Regions from separate parts of the Mus musculus genome. Here region 2 is linked to region 1. Evidence: chromatin contacts called from public promoter capture Hi-C data. All regions are on one chromosome and are shown on one strand. The core of a region is the stretch at or near the end of the contact, and the rest is flanking DNA. Distances in the headings are between cores, read along the strand shown.

The links. Capture Hi-C pulls out chosen DNA fragments and counts their contacts.
Region 2: a contact with region 1 is called in a promoter capture Hi-C map of adipose tissue, with 4 times the contacts expected there. The contact joins the promoter of Etohd2 here to the promoter of Ubqln1 in region 1. A contact is called at or near these places in 1 of 39 promoter capture datasets (pre-B cells), 2 of 484 Hi-C or Micro-C datasets (CD4 T cells and embryonic stem cells), 2 of 115 datasets of contacts at active chromatin or transcription factors (regulatory T cell precursor and thymic regulatory T cells) and 2 of 9 other capture datasets (adipose tissue and liver).

The regions. Positions count from the first base shown.
Region 1 is chr13:58,211,706-58,217,957 of GRCm38.p6, forward strand. It overlaps Ubqln1 (ubiquilin 1), which reads right to left and starts at 3,948. Exons shown (of 11, transcript NM_026842.4): 1 at 3,579-3,948. The coding sequence starts at 3,731.
Region 2 is chr13:59,767,280-59,773,531 of GRCm38.p6, forward strand. Etohd2 (ethanol decreased 2) reads left to right here and starts at 2,687. Exons shown (of 2, transcript NR_015349.3): 1 at 2,687-3,067; 2 at 3,648-6,252. It overlaps Isca1 (iron-sulfur cluster assembly 1), which reads right to left and starts at 2,510. Exons shown (of 4, transcript NM_026921.4): 1 at 2,345-2,510. The coding sequence starts at 2,425. Tut7 (terminal uridylyl transferase 7) reads right to left here. Exons shown (of 27, transcript NM_001373962.1): 27 at 4,597-5,580. The coding sequence ends at 5,513.

The DNA.
Region 1 (6,252 bases), core at 2,698-5,197:
CAGAAACTATTCCAACAGTCAAGTAGACATACTGGAAAAGGAACTCCAGACCAGTCTGCTCTACAGAGGGACACCCTTTCCCAAAATTAAATAAATAGAAATTACCAACTTAATTTACAAATTACCAGGGAGGCTGAAGATAATTTCACCTAGTTAATAACACACTCACATAAATAGCATTGATAAATAGCCTACATTACTCAGACACATTGAGATTTTAAATGGAAAATGGAGGATTCAACCTGTAGAGATGGCTCAGTGGGTAAAGCACTTGCCAAACAAATGTAAGGAGGACAGAATTTCAAAGCCCCAGACCATGTATTGCCCAGCCTATAATCAAAGTGCTCACAAGTGGGCTACCAACAAAAAATCCCAGGAGAGGGAGTACAGCTGCCCATGACTACTGAAGCAGCAAGGAGACCTGATCACAGAACAGGGTGGAAGGCAGGGGTTGGCACCTGAGATGTCCCCACTCCTTCCTGAGGCTCTGGGGTCTGCTCACTCACTTGCTCGCTCACTCACTGTCTCTGTCTCTCTCTCTCACACACAGACTCTTAAAAAGAGAGGATTTCTCGCCATGATGAACTCATTCCTTTGTGTGCCAACTTAAGTAACATTTTAAAATGTGATTTACCTAACAGCATAAGCCTTCAATATTATCTTTTTCCTCCTTTCCCCCTCCCAGATTAAGAATTTTCAGAATCAAACATTTGACAACATCAGCCTACCATTAAAGAGGATGTGGGGTGCACTGAGGATTCAACCCAGGGTCTCCTGAACCACATGCTCCATCGCTGACTTCAGCCCCAATCACAATTGCTATTAACCATTTGCAAGGATGTCTTACAGCCTTCAAATATTACTCAGCGACAAACTTTATAGCAAATTCCAAACCTAGTAAGTTCTATAAGGAAAATCTAACTTAAGAATGGCAGACCTTTTCTTGTGCTAAGAATAGAGCTTTACAAATGAGTACCTGAGGTCTGCTTTATCCAACTCTGGCACGTGTTTCTGAGTGCACTCCCCAGACTCAGCCAGCATTTGATGTGCTTTCAGTTGGTGGTGCAGGCTATGCTTTCAACTTTTATCACATTTTCTGCACCCACAGAAAACAACAGATAAAATTTTAAACATTAACCAACATTAGAATAAGTTACCTTAGGAAAGCCTTACTTTTATCCATTAAAGTCATTTTTAGTTACAGCATAGTAAAACATAATAAGCTTCCACAGAATTCATAATTCTAGTGTCACTATTACAAAAACAAAGAACCCACAAACCTATAGATGCCCACCTAAATAATTTTTCTATTTATAAAGCATTATTTCTAATGTCCAAAAATAAAATGTGGAAGCTGCCAGGAAGATGGAAAACTAAACTGGGACTCTCAGGAAGACTCAAGAGCTTCCTAATTTAATATGTCCACACATTCACTAAATAGTTACAATTAAAAAAACCAAAAACGGCCGGGCGTGGTGGCACACGCCTTTAATCTCAGCACTCGGGAGGTAGAGGCAGGCGGATTTCTAAGTTCGAGGCCAACCTGGTCTACAAAGTGAGTTCCAGGACAGCCAGGGCTATACAGAGAAACCCTGTCTCAAAAAAATGAAAACAACAAAAACAAGAAACCCTGCTCATACCAAATATTAACAAGGAGACAGAGGGACAGGAGCACACACCCATATGATGTTGACTGAACTGCAAAATAGTACACTTTTCAGGTTTCTTATAAAACTAAACAGAACTGGCAGGCCATGGTGGTGAATACCTTCAATACCAGCACTTGGGAGGCAGATGAGTTTGAAACCAGCCTGGTCTACACACTGAGAGTTCCAGGACAGCCGGAGTTACAGAGTGGAAACCTGTCTTTTAAACAAAACCAAAAACAAACAAACAAAAAACCCCAAAGATCTAAAGTGTAACCAGAGCTCTTCTAATACAGATAAAAAGCATATGGTCTCTAAAGGATTTATATGAGGCTGCTGTTCTCAAGAACTACAACCAGCTGAAAAAACCCTGGCAGATTATGGCACATTCATGGAAAGGCACTGAGCAGTTAAGTACTGAGCTGAGGACTTGGTTCAGTGGTAGACTGGAGGCTGTGCCTAGTATGCAGATCTCTGTGGTGGGAGGGGTACAGACCTTCTCAAGGATGAATCTCAAAAAAATATGCTGAGTGAGAGAAAGAAGAAAAAAAGCCTTATCCAAAAGACCACATTAGAGAGGACTCTGTTTATGCAAACTCAAACTCTGTTGGGAAAATAAAAATCTTCAGAGGTGACAAAAGCTCGACTGAAGAGAAAACGGAAGACGAAAAGTGTGCCGTCAACTGTAACAGACTTCAGCTGTCACGTGCTTGGCTGACACAGGTGTAGACGGGTCTGCAAAAACCAGCAAAGGCAACCATGTCCCATCATCGCACCTCAAACATAAGTGGAATACCATTTTTCAAAAAAAGTTGTTCTCAAGCCACTAACACCCATGCTGCTTGCCGACCTTATAAGGGTAATACTGATATTTACAACTTTAAAGTGTATTTTTAGAAATAAGAGATGCATGATGCAGAAAAGGCTGGAAAATGTCAATTGTGGGTGACATACAGACCTGCTGGGAATATAAAGAAGGTAAAATTTTTTATAGCAGCGTTAACAAACAATGGTAATGATCCAATCAACAAGAGTTTCTCTCAATGGTGCCACACACCCTCCTGCTTCAGAAAAACCCGACCTCACCTTTGGAACTAGATAAACCTTGAGAGAACTTAAAAGTACATTCCAGTGGTTGATACTTTGCTTCCTCGCATAAGACTGTTTACAATGTTTGATACTGTCAACAATTCAAGTGCCCTAGACTGTGTTGAAACATACATGATTGGTTCTCCCAAGGCTCTTAATTAACTGCAAGGCTTGTTTGCCTGAATAGACTTTAAAGCAATTACTTGATAAGAATTCCCCTTATCACCTACTGTGCTTTCTTGCAGGTTCCTTGCAACCAACTGCTAAGACCCAGCTAGGTGTCTGTCTCGTCTCCCTAAAGATCAAACAATAACCTATCCGATGACTGGCAGCTAAGCGATGACGGAAGTATTGTAACAGAAACAGCAAGTCGCCAATGAATCAAAGTCATTTACTTTTCTCCTTTCAGGCGTGAGCTATCACAATGCGACTGAAAACAAGTTCCACGTCATAATTTTTATATAGGAGGCTCGAAGATGGGAAGGAGTTCAGCATTCAAAACCGAGAACCAACCCTCCACGTGCTTCTCACTCCTAAATCTCCCCAATTAGCAGGCAGGTGAAACAATGACCCCCCACCCAGCCTGGCCAAAGGACGAGCGCCGCCCGCGCCCAGCCGCCCCGCAGCGCCCGGCCCTTTGTGAGAAGTGGGGGCCCGGGGCCCGGAGCTCGGCGGCCGCGGCGCAGCCCAGCCCAGGCCGCGCGGCTCGCCCGGCCCGGCCCCGCACAGCTCACGCAGCGGAACCCAGCGGGGTCCGACCGGAGCTGCCCGGGGCCGCCGCCCGGCCAGGCCGCCCTTCCCGCCCCGTCAGCGACGCGGCGGCTGCCCGGCCGGCGCCCTCACCTGCTGGACCGAGCTGTTCTCGGGCACGGCAAACTCCTCCTTCTCTTTAGGCGTCTTCACCGTGACCTTCATGATCTTGGGCTCTGCGGGGCCGCCGTCGGCCGCACTGTCCTGCGCGCCCGGTGGGCCGCCGCTCTCTGCGCTCTCGGCCATGGCGGTGACTCAGGCGAGCGCGACACTGCGGGCTGCGGCCGGGTCCGCGAGGCGTGACAGGCTGCGGGGCCGCCGAGGGTGCGTGGACGCGGGCTGCGGGTGCAGGCCCCGGGTGGGCGATCGGCTGCCGTGTGGACGCGGGGACTCTCCGCGTCGCCGCCGCTTCCTCCTCCCGCACCTCCCCCACGCTCGTCGCCGGCGCCGCGCAGGGCACTCTGGGTAACGCGCTGGTAGCCGCGCCGACTCCTGGCGGCCGGCCGCGCGAGGCACGCCGGGTAGCGCGTTGGCCAAGGAGCCGACTCATGCATGGCAGCGCTCGATCCTTTTCTAGCCGGCGGACGAAGCGCGGGCTCCTCAAGGTCGATGGAGTGCTGGGCATGGCGGGAGAACTTAACCCACTTCGCGTCTCCCGTTCTTCGTTGAAAGAAATGCAAACGGGGTTTCTGCCAGGCACCGTGATGGTGCGCTAAGATGACGTCACGGCCAGCGAAATTGCTAGAAACGTCTGGCCCATTGCTCACGGTCCCGGTATCCTCCCCACCTGGTCCCCGTGGGCGTCTGCTTATGAAATAGCGGCGAGCTACTTTATTTTAATAAGCGTAGTGTTGGTGCCCGGGTGGAAGGAGTTGCGATTGCCTTGTCTTGTGCTCGGGGCTTGAAAGCTAAACCCATGGAGAAAGGTCTTTAAAGGACCGCGAAACAGACGCCAGTGAGCAACCAATGCATCCACAGGTGCTCACTGTTTCAGTGAGGCCTGAGCTTCCCTCCCTGGAGTCAAACCGGTTTGGTCAGATAGGGCAACCCATATTGTCTGTCTTCCAAGCTGCGTGGGGGCAGAAACAGAATGCCTAGGACTGTCCGCCCAGCGGGTAGGAGTTAGCCTAGATGATGTGTGCCTTTTGTATTCTGTCCAATTAAGTTACTGTACACCTCGGGCTTGAGGTGGCATCAGAGATAATGGCTGAAAAAGTATTTTCGGCATAATGTAGGCACACATAAGTTATTTCACATATGGATCCCACGTCATTTATTCGTAAAGATAACGTGTAATACAGTCCAGCACTTTATATTAACCAGCATTGCACAAATGTGAACTCTTGACAGTGTACCGTGACCCAAATATGCAAAGGCATTCCATAGTTCTGCTCTTGGGCCATCGAACCCTGTTCTATGATTAACTGTGGTTGCATAAACACTTCTTAGCAGAGCTCTTTGAAATCTGGGTCAGAGTTTCAAAGTATAAAATGGCAATACGGCGTCACTTGATATCACTTACATTTCTGCCAGCATTGTTCAATCACAGGAAGAAGTTATAAGCGTTATGTCTAGGTGTGAGAAAATTGTTACTTGGGGTAGAAAGTTCCCCCCATTAGGCAAGCAAGGATTTTGGAATTTTCATATATATATATCTTTCCAACTTTATTAGTTCCCCTGTTGTATGGTTTCCCTCCATGCTGTATTCTCCCTAAGCACTAACCCAGGCTGCCTTCCATGATGAACCACCCCACACACACACCTTCCCCCTCTAACTTTCTGTTTTCACATCACATTCCCCTGAAAGTCTTCACTCCATTGTCCTTTAGAATCCCAATCTGTTCTGCTCTGATAAATAAATTAGTTGTAGATAACATCTACTGGTGTGTTTATAGAATACCCTTGTAATTGTCTATATTTTATTTCTGAAAATCTCTAATGTTTATGGCATGCTGTGAATAAGAATTCTTCCAGCCACTCAAGCAACTGCCATCTTGGTAGTTCAGCTGCACTTTCTTGGAAAAGGCTCCTTCCAGCTGGCCTTACAGACTACCACACCCCTTGCTGGAGGTAGGGAAGGTCACAAGACCCTCACCAGGGTATTCAGCCTTTCTCAACCACCTGTTGTTTACAATGCTTCCTTAATTGCAAGTAGCCGCAAAGAAGGTCTAGAGTAAATAGGTCAAAGTAGACTGGGGTTTGGAGAGAGAGAGAGGAGAGAGAGAAGAGAGATAGATTGATTCCATCTATGTGGCTGAGGCCCTCATCCTTGCTGCATAAAGACTTTCCTGGAGCACCCATGTCCCTTATGCTCTGTAAGGAAGTCCAATAAACTTGGGCTCTTCTAGTGAACTTTGGTGGAATCATGCTTTGGTTTGTTGTTGAGACTTTAGGAGAAGGAGTAGCCATTGCTTATGTTGTCCCCTGGGAAGGAATTTTAGCAACAAGGCATGGTTTATGAAGTTACTTTCCTCATTCATTGATCTAATCAGTTTTCTGGCAAGAAGCAACTTAAGGGAGGAAGGGTCATTTGAGCTCAGGATTTGAGGAAATAAAATAGTGTGGGAAACTTGGCATGGGAGCAGCCTGCTGCTGTGTTCGCAGGACTGTGAACCAAGACTTGGAAAGAGGAAATGCCTACACTCAAGTTCCTCCTCTTTGCTTTTTATTCAACCCAGGACCCAAGACCACTAGGATAGTACTGCCTAGACTCATGCTCGGTATTCCTCCCATCACTTCTCTCTAGAGAAACCTCTCAGGGAGGTAT
Region 2 (6,252 bases), core at 1,437-3,936, 1.6 Mb after region 1:
CTAAACCAAAGGCACGTGCTAGTTGCTGTTCCAAAGATCTTCTGGCCCTACTCCAGTGAAGTAACATGTCCTTATACACACCCTGGGCCCCTCTCTACCAGGCTGCGCTGGGAAGCTAAGCGTCCAGAGTCTTCTACAGTACAGTGTACACACTACAGTGCATACAGAGTGAACTAGGTTCTCAGCGCGTACCAACATGCATGCTAGCTAGGCCCCACCGCTCGCTCCCAAGTGGAGCTTGGTGAGGATGAGCCTCTCGTCATGAAAGCTGACCACCTCTGTCTTGTACAATGATGGAAATAAAGCTGCCCATCAACTAGGTAGCAGCTTTCACATTCTCCAGTCACATCTGACTCTGGTCCCTGCAAATTCAACTCTATTAACTCCTAGATATATGGGGGTGGGAAGGAGCACGTTGTTTTTGGATGTGGTGAGCTGGAGCCATTCTGGGTTTGCAGATCTTACCAGTCTACACCACAGTGTAATGGCTATTCCTGGTTGCCAACATGACTCTATCTGGAATGAACCACAATCCAAAGCTGGAGGCCTCACCTGCAATCCAGAGCTTGAGGTTGTTAGATAAAAGTTTCTGACCTGGATCTTGGCATGGAGATCTTGAGGCACAGTGGCCATGAAAAGCTTAGGCCCAGGCAAGGCAGTACATACCTTCAATCCCAGGAGACTAAGGCAAGATCATCTCTGAGTTCAAGGTGGTACACACTTTTAACCTGGGCCACACCTTCTGTTAGAGACCTACAGGAGGACACTGGGAGGAGGAAGATTTGCTTTTTGCCTGCTTGCACTTACTTGCCAGCACATCTGTTGGAACCTACATCTACAGAAGAGCAGCTGAAACAACTAGCCTCATGGGACTGAGCAACTACTAGATCCTTGGACTTCCCACTCACAGCTGACCATTGTTGAGGAGTTGGACTACAGACTGTTTAAGTCATTGTAACAAATCCCTTTACTATATAGACTATCCATAAGTTCTAGAAACCCTGACTAAAAATACACACAGCCCAATGTGCCAGCCCATCCATTCTGTCCACGACTGGCATCAGCTAACAGATAGCTAGTGTTTATGTTTTATGTCACACCTTTCCTGGCCATGGCTGACTTCTAGTAGATGTTGCAGAATGTCAGACTCCCTGCTGTCAGGCTGATGTACCGGCCAAGCAATACCTAACTCATATTACTCTTGTTTGCTAGTTATCTCTCTCTCACACTTTAGGCCGTTGGTCACCTCGTTGCTTTTGCATTTGCTATGTGCTGGGGTTCAAAATGTTTACCAGACACTTGAAAAACAAGTACGAACCACGACGCCTGCCAACAGCTGTGCCTATGAAAATCAGGGAAAGGTGATTCTAGGACCAAGCCTAACACCACAGACTCTACAGCTGAGCTAGGCAGCGCGGCAGAGGGTGTGAATTGAGATCTACTATACATAACGAAACAGAAGATTACAAAGCACGACACAGGCCAGGACTGTGCAAATGAGATGTTACTCCTGGAAGGAATGGCCTACGGAGGGTGCGAGCCAGGCAACTCAATTATTTCTTCTCATGAAAAACAGCGGATCATGATAATGTATGCTTATGAGGTAGAAACGGGGGCAGAGGGGGGGTGTGAGAAGGGGCGGGTCGAAATTTCCCAAGTAACATGCAATAGGCCAAATGGTGATTAAAAAAAAAAACAAAACAAAACTAAGCAAGCAAACAACGACAATAACAACCACCACCTATCCTGTGCTCGACTTTTCTGGAATTTATTACTTGTAGGAGGATTCTACTCTATTCTCAGTAAGATGAGCATAGTTTGCACAATCCTAGAATCCATGACATACCTGCGGTGACGAAAACTAGCTGGTCCCGGAGGGAAAAGCAACACAGAATGCAGTGTGATTACTGGGGCAAACTGAAGGGCCAAACAATGACCTATCCTATAAACAGATTATCTCACTTGTTCACGACTCCCTTCTATTTTGCTTCAACTAACTATTGGCAAGAGCCCCTCTTAGGACTCTGGGTGGAGCGGATTCCGCGGTGGCGTCTGGACCGAATGAATCCCGGTCTCACGCTGTCCCGATCCTCTGGGGCTGACGCCTCCTGGGAGGTTATGCGGAGCCGCGGCGTTCCCTGTGTGACCTTTCTCCGGGAACGCCGTGACCTCGGCGGCAAACTGCCGTCCTCCGCCCCGGCCGCCCGGTGGCAGCGCACACAGCCCGTCCGCCCCATCGAGCTCCGCGCGCGGCCCGCCGGGAGACCCTAGTCCGCGTCCAGGCTCGCTCTGCACCCCGGGCCGCCGCCGCCACCACCTCCCTGCGGACGCCGAGGTGACTCACCAGTGTGAGGGCCGCCCGCGTGGGCTGCAGTTTTCTCTTGCTCACAGCCCGCACGGTGGCGCGGACCAACGACGCCGACATGTCCACGTCGCGGCACCCGCAGCCTCCGGCTGGAGCGTGGGGACTCAACTTCTCTCCATGGACACGGCGGGCACTTTGACGCCACAAGCTCCTGCGCAGGCGCCACAGGCCCCGCCTCCCGTCGCCCGTCCCGCTCCACCATTGGACAGTCCGGGTGAGTGACGGGCCGGGCCGATTGGCCGTCATCACTGACGAGGCAAGGGAGGTGACCTGTGACCTTGCGGGCTTCGCGGTCACTGCGCTAGCGGAAGTGGGATGGCTCCTTCCGTATGGCGTACACTAACGACAGACCCCCCGGAAGTGGGGACACGGCTCTGTGACTCTGGAGCTGCTTCGATAGTAAAGCAAGCGGGTAGACACCATACGACAGGTTTCCAGTTATTGAAATGTCACTCTTGTGTAGCAGTTTGTGTCAAGAAAACTGAGCACGTACGTAGCTACCAGCCTCGCATGGAAGCACGGGCATGGTGGCTCTATCCGAGCCTCTGAGAGCGAGCGCCCTGGGCGCTACGTTAGCATCGGTTCTTGAGTCCCGATCCCGGGCCCCGTGCACATTTGGCTAGCCTTTCCTGCTAGCCGGTCCCATTTGATTAGCTGTGCGCCTGTCACCACGCCTCGGCTTCCTTCGCGGCCCGTGATGACGTAAGAACGGGAGCTCCTTTATCTCGGAGCAGCAGCTGGCCCCGTGCGGGAACTGGGTGGGCGTGGGGAGTACTGAGGGGTTTGCTACCCCTGATCGCCCCCTTATGGTTCCAGGAAGGCCGAGGGAGGGAAATGGATTCGGCCTCAGGTCTAGACGGAAAGAACAAGTGTTTTCTTTTCCAGTGCGATCTCACTGGTCTGACTAGAAGGGGCAGTTTCCCCGTCCGAAATGGGGACTTTGCCATGCTGGAACACTGACAGAGTAAGACAGACATTGTACATTCTGCCTAGACCTGCCCAGGAGCTAAGAAAATGTTCTGACCCTTTCTTCATAGCTTTACAAAGAGTGGGCACACCATGTTTTCAACTCTATTTTTAGTGTCTGAAAACTGTGAACCCCACTCGGTCATTGATCTCTCTCTTGCAAGGATTTTGTTCCACTTGGGAAGATATCCTCTCCTTAAGATAGAAGCCACCTTTGAAGCAAAAGAAAAACAGACTGATTTTTTTTTTTTTTTTTGGTTTTTCGAGACAGGGTTTCTCTGTACACTGAAAACACATCTTTTACATCTTTTACCAGGAAGCTTGCCAAAGCAGTTCACAGTGAGCAAGAGACTGTTAGAAGGTGAAGATCGGGTGTTCAGAACTCCTGCTGTAAAAACTGGATTCTGAGTTTCCGCTGTTTTAGAACAGAACAGGGCATCGGCCCTGGCCCTGCGATCGCTTGCAGAGGAAGCTTTGACTTGGCCATGGCTGCGAGCCTGCTATCTTATCCGCTGAGAAGCGTGCCTCACTTGTCTAATGGTATCAGTATAAGCCATCAAAAACACCAGGCTGCTGGGCAGAATTTTTTTTAAGAATCAAAATGTAGGAAACCTTTTTAAGGCTAGAAGAAAACATGACAATTCTGTTTAATTTTAGGGGTAAGTACACTCCTCTCCCTCAACAACCGACAAAACATCCAAGTAGAAAATAACTACCAGGTATAAAGATTGGCCTGGCTGCGTATTTCTTCTCCGTTCTAGGGGCAGAGGGATAAACAACACTAAGCGCTTTTTCAGTAGGCGTGGCACTGTTCCAGCCAGAAAGCAGCGCTGTCACTTCACAGCCAGAGGCAGGAGGAAAGGAAGCAGGCCAGCAGCTGAGCAGGAGGAAAGGAAGCAGGCCAGCAGCTGAGCCGTCACGTAGCAGGGAGGCCCCGGTTGCACAACCCATGAGTTTGATGGTCACCATTTTTATTTTTTTACCATGATTTCCAATTTCTTAATGATTTCCATTTTGACATGACTCTTTCATAACTAGACTATGACCAGTCTAGTTCACACATATATGCCTCTCGTGAGTCTCCCTCGTTGTGCCAGTGTCCTTAGCAAGCTCTCTCTCTGCCCCCCAGTCTCCTGCTTGCACACCCCAGACCCGGTGCACAGCTATCAAAGGGGAACAGCATGGGCACCCTATTAAGGAGATGTGTACTGTCAGCGCTTTGGTTGACTTTTCTAATGACTCATAAGAAAATAATGTGGATAAAATTACACGTTCAAAGTTCGATTTTATTTCAAAATGATAAATAAACCGGCATAGTTCTGACTCTGTACTATTTCAGAAAGGCTTGTGAAGTTCATTAACAGTTTAGAGAGGGCTCCAGTCAGACCAGAAGGTTGCCAATCAAACTTGTGATTGGCAGAGACAGCAGCCTCTTTGATCTTCAGAGGTTTGTAAAAGCTCTCCACCCTAATTTCTGTGTATCATAAAAAGTAAAAAGCACTTTTATTCTGTCCTTTTCTCCTTTAATTTTTCTTTTTTAAACCAGCAAAAAAGGACTACTTATTTTTATGACTTCATTTTTATGAGCACAACAGTTCTGTCAATTACTTAGAGAAGGAAGCCCTCAAAGATGTGCCAGTGGTGCTGTGGTCGTCCACCGAGGCCCACACTGACAGGTGCTTGCATTCCATGCTATCATTTCTACAATGAGCCATGAAGAATGCTTGTAGACCCTATGTACAGCAGTATAGTCCACATGTCCTTGATGTGCGTCCATACCACGATCCAGGAACAACAGAGAGAATCCCCTCTTGGAAATCAAAAAGGGGATGTGTAGGGAAAGAGGGCTAACTCCTCTGGTGAGCAGCACACTATTTTTAGAGTGCTTTGAAAGAACTAAAATCCATGACGCTGTAGTCATTGAATTCTGGCCCTCATATTTTTCTTTTAAGTTGACTTTCTATTAAAATCTTCAAATCTCTGGAGATTGGTGGTATAGTTAGACTATATTAAAATTTTTCTTTTCCTTATTAACAATTTCATTAAAATTTAAAAAATTACGATGCCCCTCAACTGTTACGTTGAAGCCTGATCTGTGTCACTGTGTCCTGTGCCATGAACCTAATTTCCCAAGTGGCCACGGACACCTGAGTGGCATTTCCAGTGCTGCAGTTCCTTCCCTCATGATTCCTGCTGGGTCCTCTTCACTGAGGCTCTCCCCTGAGTCATATATTTACTGGAAAGGCTACCTAGGAGGGAAAACAAAATCCAACATAAACGAAAAGAATGGTGTTTGAGCAAAGTCACACAATACTTATTGTCAGTTACTGACAGACACGTGTCCCACCACAAAGGGCACTCGTCCTGAGTCGAGCAGTTAGGCTAGGTATAAACAAGTGCACAGCCATCAGAGGCACTGGGCAGTGCTTAGACACTGCTTCCTCAGTGCTGGTAAGGTACAGCCCCGAGGCTGTTCAATGCAGCCACAGGCAGGCACTGAGGCTGGAAGAAACATTTTGAAAGTTCTTTACATAGGATATTCTTTTTGTTTGTAGCTCACAGACTGCAAAGAGATCGCTGGCCAGAAATTAGTACCTCATACCATTACCCTTTAGAAGTCTAGTAATACCTTATGGATGTACAAGGAGAAAATAAAATTCTCTGTACTTAATTAGTAGTGAAGCCATCCACAGCTTACAACATGTACTGTGTTCTGGAGTCTGAGCACATACAAGAGGGAATGAGAGCCCATGTGGCTACTACTGTACAATGAAGGCTCTACTCAAACCAATGGAAGGAATGCAAAGGGTTTAGTAACTGGTACCATGCCAGCTACAGGTTTTAAAAGCAGAATCTCATTGTGAGGCCTTGGATGACTTAAAATTCATTATGTAGCCCAGGCTAGCCTAGAATTGCTTTTT